Regions from separate parts of the Rattus norvegicus genome. Here region 2 is linked to region 1. Evidence: chromatin contacts called from public Hi-C data. All regions are on one chromosome and are shown on one strand. The core of a region is the stretch at or near the end of the contact, and the rest is flanking DNA. Distances in the headings are between cores, read along the strand shown. Region 1 holds the start of Slc23a2 (solute carrier family 23 member 2). Region 2 has its middle 22 kb from the start of Tmem230.

What was found. A called contact is a pair of places that touch in the nucleus more often than the background predicts.
Region 2: a contact with region 1 is called in a Hi-C map of the A7r5 cell line, with 2.3 times the contacts expected there. The contact joins the enhancer-like site here to the promoter of Slc23a2 in region 1. A contact is called at or near these places in 2 of 12 Hi-C or Micro-C datasets (the A7r5 cell line and frontal cortex).

Annotation. Positions count from the first base shown.
Region 1 is chr3:139,843,529-139,850,917 of GRCr8, forward strand. It overlaps Slc23a2 (solute carrier family 23 member 2), which reads right to left and starts at 3,815. Exons shown (of 16, transcript NM_017316.2): 1 at 3,750-3,815. It also overlaps the pseudogene LOC134486158.
Region 2 is chr3:139,924,313-139,931,701 of GRCr8, forward strand. It overlaps a transcript of Tmem230 not described here. Among named protein-coding and RNA genes, the nearest start is that of Tmem230, 22 kb to the right of the region's middle. Within about 2 kb of position 3,954, at least 49 of the 93 cell types and tissues checked have an H3K27ac peak or open chromatin away from gene starts, as enhancers often do. A contact at or near this core is called in the A7r5 cell line, where this site is marked.

The DNA.
Region 1 (7,389 bases), core at 2,565-5,064:
CGCGCACACACGCGCACACACACACACACACAAGCAGCTATAAGCATGTGCGCATATGCATGCAGTCAGATGCACATATATACCCTGACACATACACCGATACACACCTTTTCTCAGCAGAGACCTGGAGGAGCAGCAGGGTAAAAGAATGAATCAGAGACCAAAGGACTCTGGGGAAGTAAGACCTGTAAACAGGTTGGGGGAAGGCTTAAAAAGCATGGGTGGGGGGGCTGGGGATTTAGCTCAGTGGTAGAGCGCTTACCTAGGAAGCGCAAGGCCCTGGGTTCGGTCCCCAGCTCCGAAAAAAAGAACCAAAAAAAAAAAAAAAAAAAAAAAAAGCATGGGTGGGGGCACACACCTTTAATCCTACCACTGTGGGCAGAGCCAGGCAGATTTCTGAATTCAAGGCTAGCCCGGTCTACAGAGTTCCAGGACAGCCCAGACTACAGAGGAACCCTGTCTTCAAAAAAATTTTTAAAAAGTACGAGAGTAAACAAGGTTTTCTTAGCTTACACCTATAGGTTCAAAGTGTGTATAAAGACAAATTACTGGTGATGACTTGATTTTCTTAATTGAAATGAGAAAACTCCTTAAACTATCAGTAGGCTCAAATCCCTGATGGAGCCCAGGTTTCTTTAGAACCATGGTAGAGTTGACAATTGTACTCAGTACTTCCCATAAGCAAGGAACTAGACCTTAGACCTTTTGAGTACAGATGTCTTGGTTTTAATCCAAAAATGGTTTGTTCAGTAGCATCAGCCACCTAATGAACTGAAGAACCGGTGACTGAGTTGGGGGCAGGCTTACTGTCTAGACACAGAGCTCATTCCAAAAATGTCAAGTCCTCTAGACTGCTATACAAACGAGGGAGGCAGTATGGCATTCAAAACTACGTAGACCAGGGCTCAGTGGTTAAGAGCACCGTCTGCTCTTCCAGAGGTCCTGAGTTCAATTCCTAGCAACCACTCGGTGGCTCACAGCCACTTGTAATGAGATCCAATGCCCTCTTCTGGTGTGTCTGAAGATAATGACAGTGCATTCATATAAATAAAGTAAAACACCAAAAACCAAACACTACTGAAACCATCCCCACTGCTCTAATTTTTTTCTTTCTGAGACCATTACATTTCTCCCTTCCCTTTCCTACTCCCAAACCCTCCCATCTACCTCTCCCCTCTCCTTCAAATTCATGTCCTCTTTCCTCACTAATTATTAATGTGTACATGCATATATATTCCTACATATAACCGTTCAGTTACTTGTATGTGTGTTTTCAGGGATGACCATTTGGCACCGAACAACCAATTGGTATACTCTTCCCTGGGGAGGCCCACCTCTCCCATTCCTGGCTTTCCTCAGTTGTGTACAGTTCTCTGTGCAGGGCCGCACCCTTGTGACCTTTTCCCCATCCACTCTGGCGTGCCCACTGTTTAAACTGTGTGTAGGTGGTATCCCGAGTGTGTTGTCTCATGTGTGTGCAGTGTTCACACCACAGAGGCCAGAAGAGGGCGCCGGATCCCCTGGACTCAAAGGTGATTATGAGACATCATGTGTGCTGGGAATTAAAACCCAGATCCTGTAATCTAAAGGGGAAAAAAAGCAGCCAGTGCTCTTAACGGCCCAGCCATCTCTCCAGCCCTCTAGTTAAGTACTTCCATGACTAGCTTTTGTTTTTGTTTTTAAATTTTCTGGCTGGACATGGTGGTATGCACCTTAGTCTCAAAACAGGGATGTGGTGGATCTATGAATTCTGGTCAGCCGTGTCTCAAAATACATAAATAAATACTATTTACTTGTGTTGTTTTACAAGGCTAGGTCTTGCCCTTTATCCCGGGCTGGCTTGGAACCTGTCATCTTCACCAGCTGGGCTGAGTTGCTAAGATTACACATACATTTACACCACCACACTCAGCCTAACTGCTTTTTAGTGGATGTTTTAATCTCAGCATAATGTGCCCTACTCAGAAAACTAAGTACCAGACAACTATCTAGAACAAGGGGAAAGGGCTGTAACTTTAAACTGGAACTTAGACGCTCTCCCTGAGTTTGAGGCTGGCCTGGAGCAAGTTTCAGGTCAGCCAGGACAAAAAAGAAAAGAATGGCACTACAAAAAGTTCCTCAAACACCCACTTTCTTTCCTCCCTTTCCTTTTTTTTTTTTTTTTTTTTTGTGGGGGTGGGAGTGGTATTGGTCAAGACAGGGTTTCTCTGTGTTGCCCTGGCTGCCCTGAAACTGTTTAGAGCAAGCTGGCCTTGAACTCAGAAATTCTGCCAGTGACTCCTGAGTGCTGGGGTCAAAGATGTGTGCCACCACTGCCAGGCGAACACCTACTTTCTTACAGAAATTATTTCCCACAAGAAGAAAACAGGGGCGGGGGGAGGAGTTAGATATACCCTGATATAAAAAGAAAGGATCAGTTAGCAGTTAAGCAAAGGGCATTGTCTAGAAAGCAGATACCTCATGCCTCCATGATGTCTGCCTGGGAATGTTCAGTGTCTCCTTTTAACTACCAGATGTGTCATGAGAGCTAACAAGGTGCACAGACTCAACTGCCCAGAGCTATTAACTTTTGGATGAGTTAAGCATAAAGAGTAGTTGTACATTCCAAAGTGACCCTGATAAGGTCAACTATAACCCAGTAGAGAATCCTGAACTTCTAAGAGGTGAAGCCTCTCACAAACTTCACCTGGGTCAAACACCTCAAAGGAGCAGGCCAGCAAAGTCACACAAGATGAAAGGACAGATGCAGAGAACCAGAACAGGTGAGGCCTGAGCCCAGTAACACTCAAATACAGAACACAGAAAGATTTCAGCCACCTAGCCGAGCTAGCCTTTAGAAAGGAGAAAACTGCCTAAGGGAAGTCACATGGCCAGTTAATGACAGCTCAAACCAGGCTGTCTCAGGACTCAGATCCCAGATCCTCACATCTCCTTCCTTCAGAGGACCCAAACGTCAGAAGGGATAGCATCTTTCCCGTCATCCGGTCTCCCAGCACTACAAAAAGCAGACTAACAGCTACTGCAAATGCCCCATCCCCAGGAAGCCTTCAAAAAGCTAACTTTCTTCCCTCTGCACTTGCCCTCACTTACCCTTTGCGCTGAGAGAATCTGGACTTTTCCCATCAGACCTGCTTAAAGCCCCACATCCTGAATGAAGGCCGAGTTCCTATAGGTTACACATCTAATGGGACATCTCCGGCCAAAGGGTGGTGACAATTCTTCACCTTCAAGTTATCACACTCCAATGTCAATTTCTCGGTCAAGACCAGAGGCAACAAGGCGACCCGGGACCCCTGCGGGGCAGGCCAGCGGGAAAGGTCGCGAGGTTGGAGCAGCGGCATCTAAAATTACTCCGTGTCGCCTCCGCAAAGAGGGAAGGAAACCAGACTGGAAACAGCACCGCCACCCCCGCCCCTCGGGCTGACCCTGAATCCCCGGGCGCGGGGATGCAGGGCTCACCACCTGGGGAGGGGCGAGCTGCAAGTCACGCAGCACGCGGAGCCCACGGTGGCTGCCCCCGGGGCACCCGGCGGGGCAGCAGCGAGCGCTCGGGACACGCGGCCTGACGCGGCAGCCGGGGCTACCGGGCCGCGCGAGCCGGCGTGGGGGCACAGGCCGCGCCGCGGGTGGGTGACAGCGCGCGGGGGCCGCGCGGGCCGGCCTCGTGGGCTCGGTTAGCAACCCGGGCTGCCGGCAGGTGCTGCCGCGGGCTCGGCGTGGGGCGTGGGGCGCGGCGGCCCGGCTCTCACCTGCCTGCAGCTCGCTGGGCTCGCGTCCCGCCGATCGCACCGCTCGCGCCGCAGTGCCTGCCGCCGCCTCGGGTCCCCGCGGCAGCCGCCTGCAAAATGGCGCCGCGGAGGGGCGGGCCGGGGGCGGGAGCCGCGCAGCCGCCCGCCCCGCGCGCCGGCCCCTCCCCGCCCGACCCCCGGCTCCGCCCGCGCGCCCCGGGGCGCGGAGCGGCAGACCCTTCCCCACACACCTGCTCCGGGGCCCGCCTGGGAGGCTCGATGCTCGCCCGCTCTCCTCTCCAGAGACTCCTTTTTACCCTGCAGGACCCCGAGTCCTGAGATAGCCGCGGGGTGACAGCGAGTGGGGTGCAGTGCACCCGGCCCAGTGGGTTACGCGCTTTAAAGCAATTTCACGGCTTATCCACGCCGGCTTCCGAACTCGCTGGGAAAGAGATCCTCCTTGCTTATGCTGACGCGGGAGAAGATACCAGGCTTGATATCTCTGGGGCGTGTGTTTTGATAAAGCGGGTTTGGGGGCAGCCTGCGATTCTGTATTTCTCAAGTGCCCCCCAGGGGATGCCTGCTGGATGGGCGCTTAGGCAGTTGAGTCAAAAGGCTGTGTGCCGATTAACCCATAGCTCTTAGGCTGGGCAGTCTTGCCCAGAGGGCCATTAAAGACTGGATACCAGCCCAAGAGGTGCTGAAACTGGGTATTTGAAGTATGGCTTCAGAATTTGCGTTTCCAGGAAGTTTCTAGGTGATGCTGCGGGCGGTGGTCTAAAATACTAATTTGTAAGGTACTGTGAAAACTGTCCTTACCTCCACCAAAACAAACAAACAAAACCCTAATAATTAGCTCTTTCTTCTGTCTTCCATCTTGAAACCACGGTCTTGGTTGTTTTTCTAAACCATCCCCAAGCAACTCCGGAGAGCCATAAAGAATGGTCGAGCACGTCTGACCTCACCTAAAAAAAAAAAAAAAAAAAAAAAAAAAAAAAAAAAAAAAAAAAAAAAGCAGATTTTAATTCCTGACTTGTTTATATTTGAGGACTGGGGGCACACTGTAACCAGCAAGGACAGGCATTTTATAAAGTAGGCTAGTGCGCACGAACTGAGAGAATCAATATGTAATTCTCTAAATCTTCTCACACTAAAATAAAACCAGTGAGGCTTGGTGGTGCACACCTCTACTCCCAGCATTTTGCAGGGGGAGGTAGGAAGACAATGAATTTTAAGTCAGCCTGGGCTACTTAGACCCCTGTATCAAAAAGCTAAAAAGCAGTAAATTGAATTGTAAAATCCAGTATTACTCTGGAAGACCATACGTGAGTTTTTCATCTCCACTGAAAACGAATAGATGGTTCTGTAACCAGAACCGGAGAAACACACAACTCTTTCTATGCCAGAGTTTCCAGCCACCCTTAAAACATAATGTGTGTGTCCTGCTCAACAGTGTGGAACCTTCTGGAATAGAAGGGCTGTTCCAAGATCAAGAACCCCTTATCTCTTCAGTTCATCTCTTTTCTTAATTTTTGTTCGTATATTGTCTCCCTCTCCCTAACTCTCCATTTATAGTTTTTCTCCATCCTAAAGCTCTACCTCATTCCCGGTTTCTCTCCTCCCTCCCTGGCTTCCTGTATCTCTTCCTCCCCCACCCTCAGCACTGAACCAGCACTATAAAGCACCATCAGTCTCCCTCTTTCTCAGACGTCATCTGTGACCTTCTAAGTGCCAAATCCCTTTGCCTGTTTACAGATCTTTTTTTTTTTTCCCTCTCTTCCCTGGCTTAGTAACATTCCATTGACTAACCCCTCCTGGAGATGTTTGTATGCGATAAAGCCACTCAGCCTTTCTAACTGTCCCACACTTTTCCACCCAGGTTAGTAACAGAAGGATTTCTCAGGCGTGGGTTTCTAGAGACATTGATCTCCTTGATGCCCTCTTTCCTTTCTCCTCAGTCCCCTACCCACCCACCACTCTCTGCTTCTCACAATCCTCTTCCCCCATTACCTCTCTTTCCAGTCATTTCTGAACTTCTAGACGCACGTCTGGTGATAACTAGACAACTTCCCAAATGTTTCCAGACACTATAAATACACCATTGGTACCCCCAGCGTGTACACGTACCAAGTCAAACCACCGTGTATCAAAACTTTCCAAGCATTAGAATAATTCCTGGTTTGAGAGTGCCAGGACGATTATTTAGGGTACTTTTGTACTGAACGTTTGCAGAGCCTTGACTGTGCCACTCGGTCCTTCACATTACACAATTATTTACATGGCATTTGCATTGCCTTTGGAATTACAATAGTCTGCACAGGTTGCAGTAGGTTATAGGCAAAGTGTGACATTGTATAGAAAGACTACCAGTCTAGCCTATCTGAGGCTTTCAGTATCCTGGGGAGAGGGGTCCCAGAAACCGTCCCCCGTACTCCGTAGGGGTGGCTGTGAGTCATCCCTAGACTCATCTCTCTTTCACAGGATGTTCTCTGAGTTTTCGTTTTTTTTTTTTTTTTTTTTTTGTTACCAAAAACCCTGGAGTTGTCTTCCACTCTGTGTCCACCCAGTCACCTGCAGCTTGTTCTGTAACCACGGATACAGACTCTCTCTTGCTCTTAACTCTCCGACCTCTTGACTTAAGAGGTGCCTCCTAAAACCATCTTTGTTATCACCTCAAAACACAGCTGACCATCCGACGTCCCTTCTGAGACTCCTTCAGGGCCCCTTTGTCTAAATAATGACCCAGCAAAGATAAACAGAATCCAGTCCCTTCCAAAGCATAACACGCAAGACCCTTGACTTTCTAATCTCATGCCTTTTTTTTTTTTTTTTTTTTCCTGGACAAAGTACTGCATTTTACCGCTGGCAGGCTGGAGGTGACATCAAGGGTCTCCCTGACTTCAGCTTTTCAAAGCTCTAATGAGGACCGAGTGCAGGCATGCATACAAAAGATTCACTCAGTGCAGCGACACACAGGTGTTCAAAGTCGCTGTTACAAATTAGCATTTTTTTTATCATCATCAATTCAAAAACGACACCAGCATTTTTCTTCTCACTTCCTTTCTCCTTTATTTTCCTTTCCTATTACAAGAGCTACAAGCATGATTCTGTCCCCTAACCTCATTAACTTCTCTAAGCTCAAATTTACAGAACCTACCAAGAGAGTTTTATGACTGGTTAATTTGATTGACATTCCCCTCATACACAGGCTATTTTATCCTTGAGAAGTGACAGTAGCTGGCAGCTAATCCATCTTTGTACAGACTTAGAATACAGTAGTATTTCTAACATTTCTCTGGTGTTTAGCTAAAACAAACTGTTTCTGGAAAAGGCCAAAGAGTAAAATGTTTTGTATTTTGTGCATCAAGGACCAAAATCAAATCCCTGTAGTTTTGGGGTTGGTTTTGTTTTGTTTTTTTTTTTAAATGAAATTAAAAATACATAAAAATACATACATATATATATATAATTGTATAATTAAGTATAGTAAGTATATTCTTTTCCTTTGGGAAAGCAAGGTGTGGAACCCAGGTAGGCAAATGCTCTACCACTGCAATAGCGCCTGACCTCCTGAGTACAGTATTTTGCTAAGATTTTACTTAGTTGCGGTTCAAGTATAAAAATACATTCTTAGCTCATACAAAGGAAAACAGTTGATCCC
Region 2 (7,389 bases), core at 2,704-5,203, 81 kb after region 1:
CTACATCTGTCTGTCTGTCTGTCTATATGTAGGCAAAACATTCATACACTTTAAAAATGTCTCCTGACAAAACTTGGAGTGTGATACACAAACATGGTTAGGAGAGTGGAGTACATGTTCACTTTTATTTATCATTGAAAACTGTTTTACGGTATTTATCTATAAACACTATTAAAAAAGTAAAGGTTGAATAGCTGGGGGTAATGTAAGAGCCTGTAGTCTCAGCTACTGGGGTGGGGGTGGGGGTGGGGGTGGGGGTGGGGGTGGGGGTGGGGAGGGGTCCCTAAGCAGGAAGGGCACTTGAGCCCAGGAGGCCAGAGCCAGCTAGAACAATATCAACCAAAATAAACAATAAAAAACCCCAAAACTCTTGTAGAGAGGGAGAGAGGAAGGGAGGAAGGAGGGAGGGAGGGAGGGAGGGAGAGAGAGAGAGAGAGAGAGAGAGAGAGAATGCTGAACATCCTATCTCAGTTTCCTTTTCTGCTGCATAATAAAACATTAGCCATAACCAGCTTGGGGAGGAGGGGCTTATTTCTCTCACTCCTCCCACGTCATACATGCTCTGTGAGGGAAATCAGGGCAGGAACCTGGAAACAGGAACCCAAGCAGAGGCCATGCAGGTACGCTGCTTCTGGGCTGGCTCCTCATGACTCACGGGATTCGCTTTCTAATATAGCCCAGGACCAGCTGCTCCGGGGGTGGCACTGCTCCACAGTGGGCCATAGCATCCCACATCAATATTTTACCCAGAAAATGCTTCCACAGGTGTGCCTCAGGTCAATGTGATGGGGGCATTTTCTCAGTTGAGGTTCTCTCTTTCCAAACGACTCTAGCTTGTATAAAGTTGACAGAAACCTAGCACAAGTACCAACAATTTAATTCAGGACCTGGTGGTTAACTCCTGTAATCGCCCCTCTCAGGAAGCTGAGGCAGAAAGAACTATCTAATCAGGGGCAGCATAGGCTACATAGTGAAACCCTGCCTCAGAAAACAAAGATTAAGATCGGCTTTGGAGGATGTGAGTGTCTGAAGCCCTTGGGAGACACTAGGGCTTGCCTCTAAGTTCCCAGCAGTATGATAGGTAAGCACTGATACAGTGCATTCTGAATCTTCTACAAGAAATCAGGCCAGAAACTAAAACAAGAAATCACTAATAGGTCAGAAATGAAAAGTGATGACTAATTGTGTCAGAAAGCAAGATGAGAACATGCTGATTCATTTGTATCCATTTCCTCTCTGGAGGCCAGACAGCCTCCTGTCTGGGCCTTCAGAAAGCAACAGGCCTAGGCACTCTACTGTCTGTGTTAGGATCTTCTACATGGATCCTGACTGTGAGGTTCACTGGAAATTCAGCAAATTTCTGAATGCACAATGGCCAAAGAATAGTTCAAAATAAAAGACCTAATGCATGGAGCCATTGCTGACGGTGCTCACCCGTGCTGCACTTGCAATGTCACCTAGCCTTGGTTCTGAACACACAGCAGCAGCGCTCTGAAACACCAGGACATAGATTCTGAGCGCTGTATGCTCTGCACTGCAGAGGTCTAAATGAGCATACACAGTCCTTTTTTTTTTTTTAAAGATTTATTTATTTTATGCATATGAGTACACAATAGCTGTCTTCAGACACACCAGAAGAGGGCATCAGATCCCATTACAGATGGCTGTGAGCCACCATGTGGTTTCTGGGAATTGAACTCACCACCTTTGGAAGAGCAGTCAGTGCTCTTAACCCCTGAGCCATCTCTCCAGCCCCAGAGCATACACAGTCTTCCGCTCCTAGAGAAACACAATAATCAAAGACTTTAAAACCTTTGCTTGAGTTGCTGTGTTAAGCCTTATTATTATTTTTAAATTGTTATACAAAGGACTAGAGAGATGGCTCCGTGACTAAGAGCATGAACCGCTCTCACAGAGGACCTTATTTGGGGTCCCAGTACTCATACTGGGCACTCACACAATCACTTGGGACCCAGGTTCCAGGGGAATCTGATGCCTCTCACCTCCATGGGCACCAGCACATACATCTGTAAGAAATAACATCTATGAGTCTTTTCTATTAAATCCTATACAACAAGGACAAGGAATAAAAATATTTTATCTCCCTCACGCAAGATGTTCACGCAAGTGTTTTGCTTCCTCTGATTCATTAAAACCTTTGTTCTATTCTAGGATTTGATGTCCTGGAGCAGTGACCCCCGTCTTAGTGCAGAGCCTCCTTTCCCTTTTGTCCACATCCCTGTGTGCCAATTCATTACTGACCAACCAGCCAATTGAATAAGATTGTGAGGTCAGACCCCAGCCAATGAGGAAAATCACATCCACCACCTGAATTAGAATAAAAACCAGATGCAATTCCTATCTACGTGTATTTGCTCTTCTGAGCACTCTCTCTTGATCGAGAGCAACGTTCGTCTGTCCAGACACTTCAGCTGGGATGGTGGGTCCTTTCTTTTGTGACCTCAAACTTATTTCTAATACCCTCATACAGATACAAGCACATATACATGATTAAGATGATAAGTCTTTATTATATAGCCCAAGGTGGCCTTGAACTTTTTTTTTTTTCCTTCTTTTTTTTTCGGAGCTGGGGACCGAACCCAGGGCCCTGCGCTTGCTAGGCAAGCACTCTACCACTGAGCCAAATCCCCAACCCCATGATAAGTCTTTATAAAGGAAGTAAAAATATTAAATTAATTTGACCTGCGATTCAGAGAGGATCCCCAACAGTTTCTGAAATGGCCCTCGACATGCTTTGGTCATTTTATGTTACTAAGTTACACAAATGGCATCTCAGCACTGTAAAAGTGAAATGTCAGTCACCTCTGAAACACCCTGGAGCCCCCTCTCCATCTGCAGTGTTGAACATTCAGCCAACACTTCCTTACACAGACAGAATAGCATCGGTGTCATTAATATGCAATTTTGCTTTTGTGTTTAATAAATGGTAAGATTATATGTGCATCACAAATGTTTAAAGATAAATGTTTGATTTAGTATCAGTAGATGTTTGACGGTGTCTAATATCTGTGTGTGTTACAGCATAAACACGGAGATATGAGGAGAAATCGTGGGGGGTCAGTTCTGTCCCTCTACCTGTGTGTCCCAGGGATCAAACTCAGTTGTTACGTGGCAGGCATAAGTATCTGCTTAGCCATGGGCTCCTTATCCTACCATGTAAAGATCTTTCTACAAATTTAAGCTACCTCATATCCCTGATCAAAAGCCTTTCAGGAGGGCCTGTTAAATAGTCAAGTCTCTCGTCTTAGGCTGGCATTGAGTAAAACTAACCAACTTCCACTTTGTAATTGTGGAGTTTTTGAGCAGGTTTCTCTGCCCATGGCGATGGCCCAGGGAAGCCCACACGCATGATCCATGGTGGCAAGGCAGGACAGATCCTGGGATGTCTCTACTTGGGGCTCTTAGAGAAGAACTGGTCATGGACGTGAGCTTGAAGCATCTTGAGAATTTGACTCCAACCTCCCTGGGCTGTTTGATGATCAAGAAAGAGGTCAAGTAACCTTATAACTGAAGTTCACTCCCAAGAAACAGGCTCGTTCCTCTGGTCATTGTGGCCAGCAGACTCAAACAGACCCATTAGAGACCTGAGAGCCCTCTCTTGGGTTTTTAGGAAGAAACAGGTCAGCCAGTTTGGGGAGGCCAGGAAGAAGACTGTAAAAGAAAGAACGACCCAGTGCATAATCACTGGTGCTTGCAGGCTGCCGAGGAGGGAGAGAAAACTGGAGACTATGCTGACACAGGAAGGGCTGGCCATGTCATTCAACCCTGGTCAGAGGAGTATTCAGAACAGCAGTTCCCAAATCCCTTCTAAATTTTAGTCAAACTAAGTGGTGTTTTTAAATTTTTGCACTCTCACGAGCCCTGGATGAATCACTGGCTCTTTTTGGAAGCAGCTGTATTTTGGGATCGTTTTCAGGAGTTCTTTAAATATCCTGAATGCTCCACTTACAAGGGTGACTCAAAAGGAATCTTTTCCCTGGGGAGGGGGAAAGGGAACTGGTGTTGACTGAGGGGAGAGCTTGTTTTGCAAGATGAAAGGGTTCTAGAGGCAGAGTGCACAGCAGTGTGCATGTTAACACGACAGATCTGCGACTTGAAATGCTAATGTTGGACCAGCGTGATGGCTCAGACTTGACAGTCTGTGCTAGTCCCCTCATCCCACATGGAAGGTGAGGAACAGACTCCCCAGAGCTGTCTTTGCCACAGTGTACAGCTGCACTCACACATGCACATGCGTAAATAGAGGAAACACATAAATGCACAAATAAATGTGATTGATTTAGGAAGTGCAACACTATGGTTCTTAAGCATAATTTTAAAATTCCGTAGAATGCTGGTATGTACATATATCTGAGTTCCTCCAGCTATGAAGTTAGGATCGAGTATATTTTATGTCAATTGTGCCCTAGTAAAACTGGTTTTTGTTACTTGTTGTTTTTGTTGTTTTGTTTGTTTGTTTTTTGAGACAGGGTTTCACTGTGTACCCCTGGCTATCTTGGAACTCACTCTGAAGACCAAGGTGGCCTTTGAACTTATAGAGACCTGCTTACCTCTGCCCCAGAGTACACCACTGCTACCCAGCTGAGTTTTGTTTTTTCAAGACAGACTCTTTCTATATGCAGTCTTGGCTATCCTGAAACTCTGCCTGATGGCCAGGCTGGAACTTGAAGAGATCACTTGCCTCTGCCTCACCAGTGTGGGAATTGAAGGTGTGGGCCACCAATGCCCAGCTAGCAAAGGTGATTTTTAAGAAGAATTCTTTCCCCACAGCACAGAACCTCATGGTATTCTGTGTGGTCATGCTTTAGAACGCCATCACGATCCCAAGCGCACCCCTAACATCTGTTCCCTTGGACAAGGAGTGTTCTAAGGCAGATACTCTAGGGATGGTGTGATGCAAAGACTGGACAGACATGACCTGGCGGGGTGGATAGGCCCACCAATAGCAGATGCATGCTATGTACTCTCTGATTCACTTACTGCTCTCGGTAAACATAGTTAACAGCAGCTTGGGAATTTGAAGTGATACAAACTAAATAAGTCTGTAGTTCTGTGCATTACACTCTAGCAAGGGGACACAGTAAATGTGTGTGTGTGTGTGTGTGTGTGTGTGTGTGTGTGTGTGTGTGTACATATACAGTGTAGTATATACTGTGACAGCTGGTGGTGAGGATTTAGAAGGAAAACAAATCAGATTCAGGGATCAGGAGCATGGAGGATGACATCTGAGTGACCAGATCACAAATGGACCACACACAAAGCACTGCTGCCCCAGGGAAGTGTGGTCTCCGGAATGTGATTAGGGAAAGGTACTCAAGGGAAGGGAGAAGGGAGGGGACCAGTACATCAATTATAGGCAGGATCAGTGTTGCCAGCATGTGGTTTGTGTGGTCACATAGGAACCTATGCACAGACGGTCTTAATGTTCTACCAATATCCTGAATCTTTGTTTAATGATAGATTTTTTTATTTATTTAATCTGAGATAGGTTCTAGGGATAAGAACTTTTTACACTTGCTTAGTACACACTGAACTGACAGCCACCACCTCAGCCCTGGGCTTCTTGTCCAAGTTTCCTTTCTATTGATTTTCCTGTAGATATCTATACATAACTTCTGTATAAATGGCCATTTTAGAATGCTGTTTAATGTCAGAGGGCAGGATTTCTTCAAGACCCTCTGAGACTCTTTCTGGTTTATGCCATAGCTCTGATCTTTAGACAGTCTTTTTTTAAAGATTTATTCATTTATTATATATAAGTGCACTGTAGCTGTCTTCAGACACACCAGAGAAGGGCATCAGATCCCATTACAGATGGTTGTGAGCCACCATGTGGTTGCTGGGATTTGAACTCAGGACCTCTGGAAGAGCAGTCAGTGCTCTTAACCACTGAGCCATCTCTCCAGCCCTGTTTCAGCCTTTTGTGAATGAGACTTTGTTGTACTGCTCAGAAATGAATAAGATAAGTATTAGCTACATGTACCTAAAAGGTAGTAGAAATGTCCTCAATTTTGATATTCTCAGTGAGATTCTGTTTTACTAAATTCTCTTTATTAGTGTTATTCTTTCTCTGTCTCTTTCTCCCTTCCCTCTTCCTCTTCTTCCTCCTCCTCCTTCAAGATGGGATCTCACTGTGTAGCCCTGGCCGTACTGGAACTCACTCATTAAACCAGGCTGGTCTCAAACTCACAGAGCTCTGCCTGCCTCTGCCTCCTCTGGGATTAAAGGTGTTGGACTACTATGTTTGGCTCTGGTTTTAAAACCGTCTCTTGTCTTTTGAGGGTTGTAATGGACTTACTTACAAATTGTGATTGGGTTTTCACATTTTCTTTCCTAGGTACTTTTCATTTCTGGAGCAAGAATGAAACTTGCCAAGCTAGATGATGCAATTTTCATTTCCACAATTTTCTGGGACCTTGTGACCCATTCTTTCTAGTGGTAGTGCTGAGGCTTTTCTCTGCCTGCAGGCTTAGGAATGGGGTGAGACAGCAGAATGTAGGAAAAGGAAGTCAAGTTGCCAAGTCTATCAGATTTGGAAGAGCACATGAAGCAGTGACCACATGACAGGTTCCTCGATTCTGACCAAAGTCCCTGGGCTGGGCTGTCATAGATCTGGAGGAGAAGCCCTTATGAGCATTCGGAGATGCCACGGCTAATCAAAGGGTTTAATTTCTAGTCAATTTCTAGACTGACAAATTGACATCACTGCCATCTGGACCAATAGGAGTAAACCAGAATGGCTTTCCAGCACAGGTGGCCCGAGAAGTGCCTCTTAAGTCGAATGAAATGCCTCTAAGTTCAGAGCAAATGAGTTAGAAGCAAATGTCCAACACTGGAAAATGTCTCTGCAGCCTGTCCTCATGCTTCGGAAGCCCAGACACTGACACAAATAGACAGTGAGGGATAGGTTGATACAGCTGACAGGAGGACAGCAAGAGACCCCAGACAGAACAAGCAACTGGGATCTGTAGAGATGCAGAGCCTTTAGTTGTGTCCAAGGGGCAGCAAATGTATTGTTTCATCAAGAAGTTAAAAACTGTGGGTGCACTTGGGCAGCCCTAAGAGCACAGTGCTAGGGGCAACAGAATGATTTGACACAGGTCTAGAAGGACGCCAGGAGCTGGGAAACACTCCCACCAAGCAGGCCCAAATGTTCCTGCATGTCCAATTGAAGAGCAGAAGCATCTGAGAGACAGGGAGCTGCCCCGAAGTTAAGCCATTTACACTCTAGACAAGTTACATCAGCAAATAGTAGCCTTGTACATGGGTGGGTCCCACCACTGGGAAGGCTAGCCTGGGCTATAGAGCCTGCCTCAAAAGTCAAACAAATGAAACAACCAAAACTCGGGGTCAAGGAGATGGCCCAGT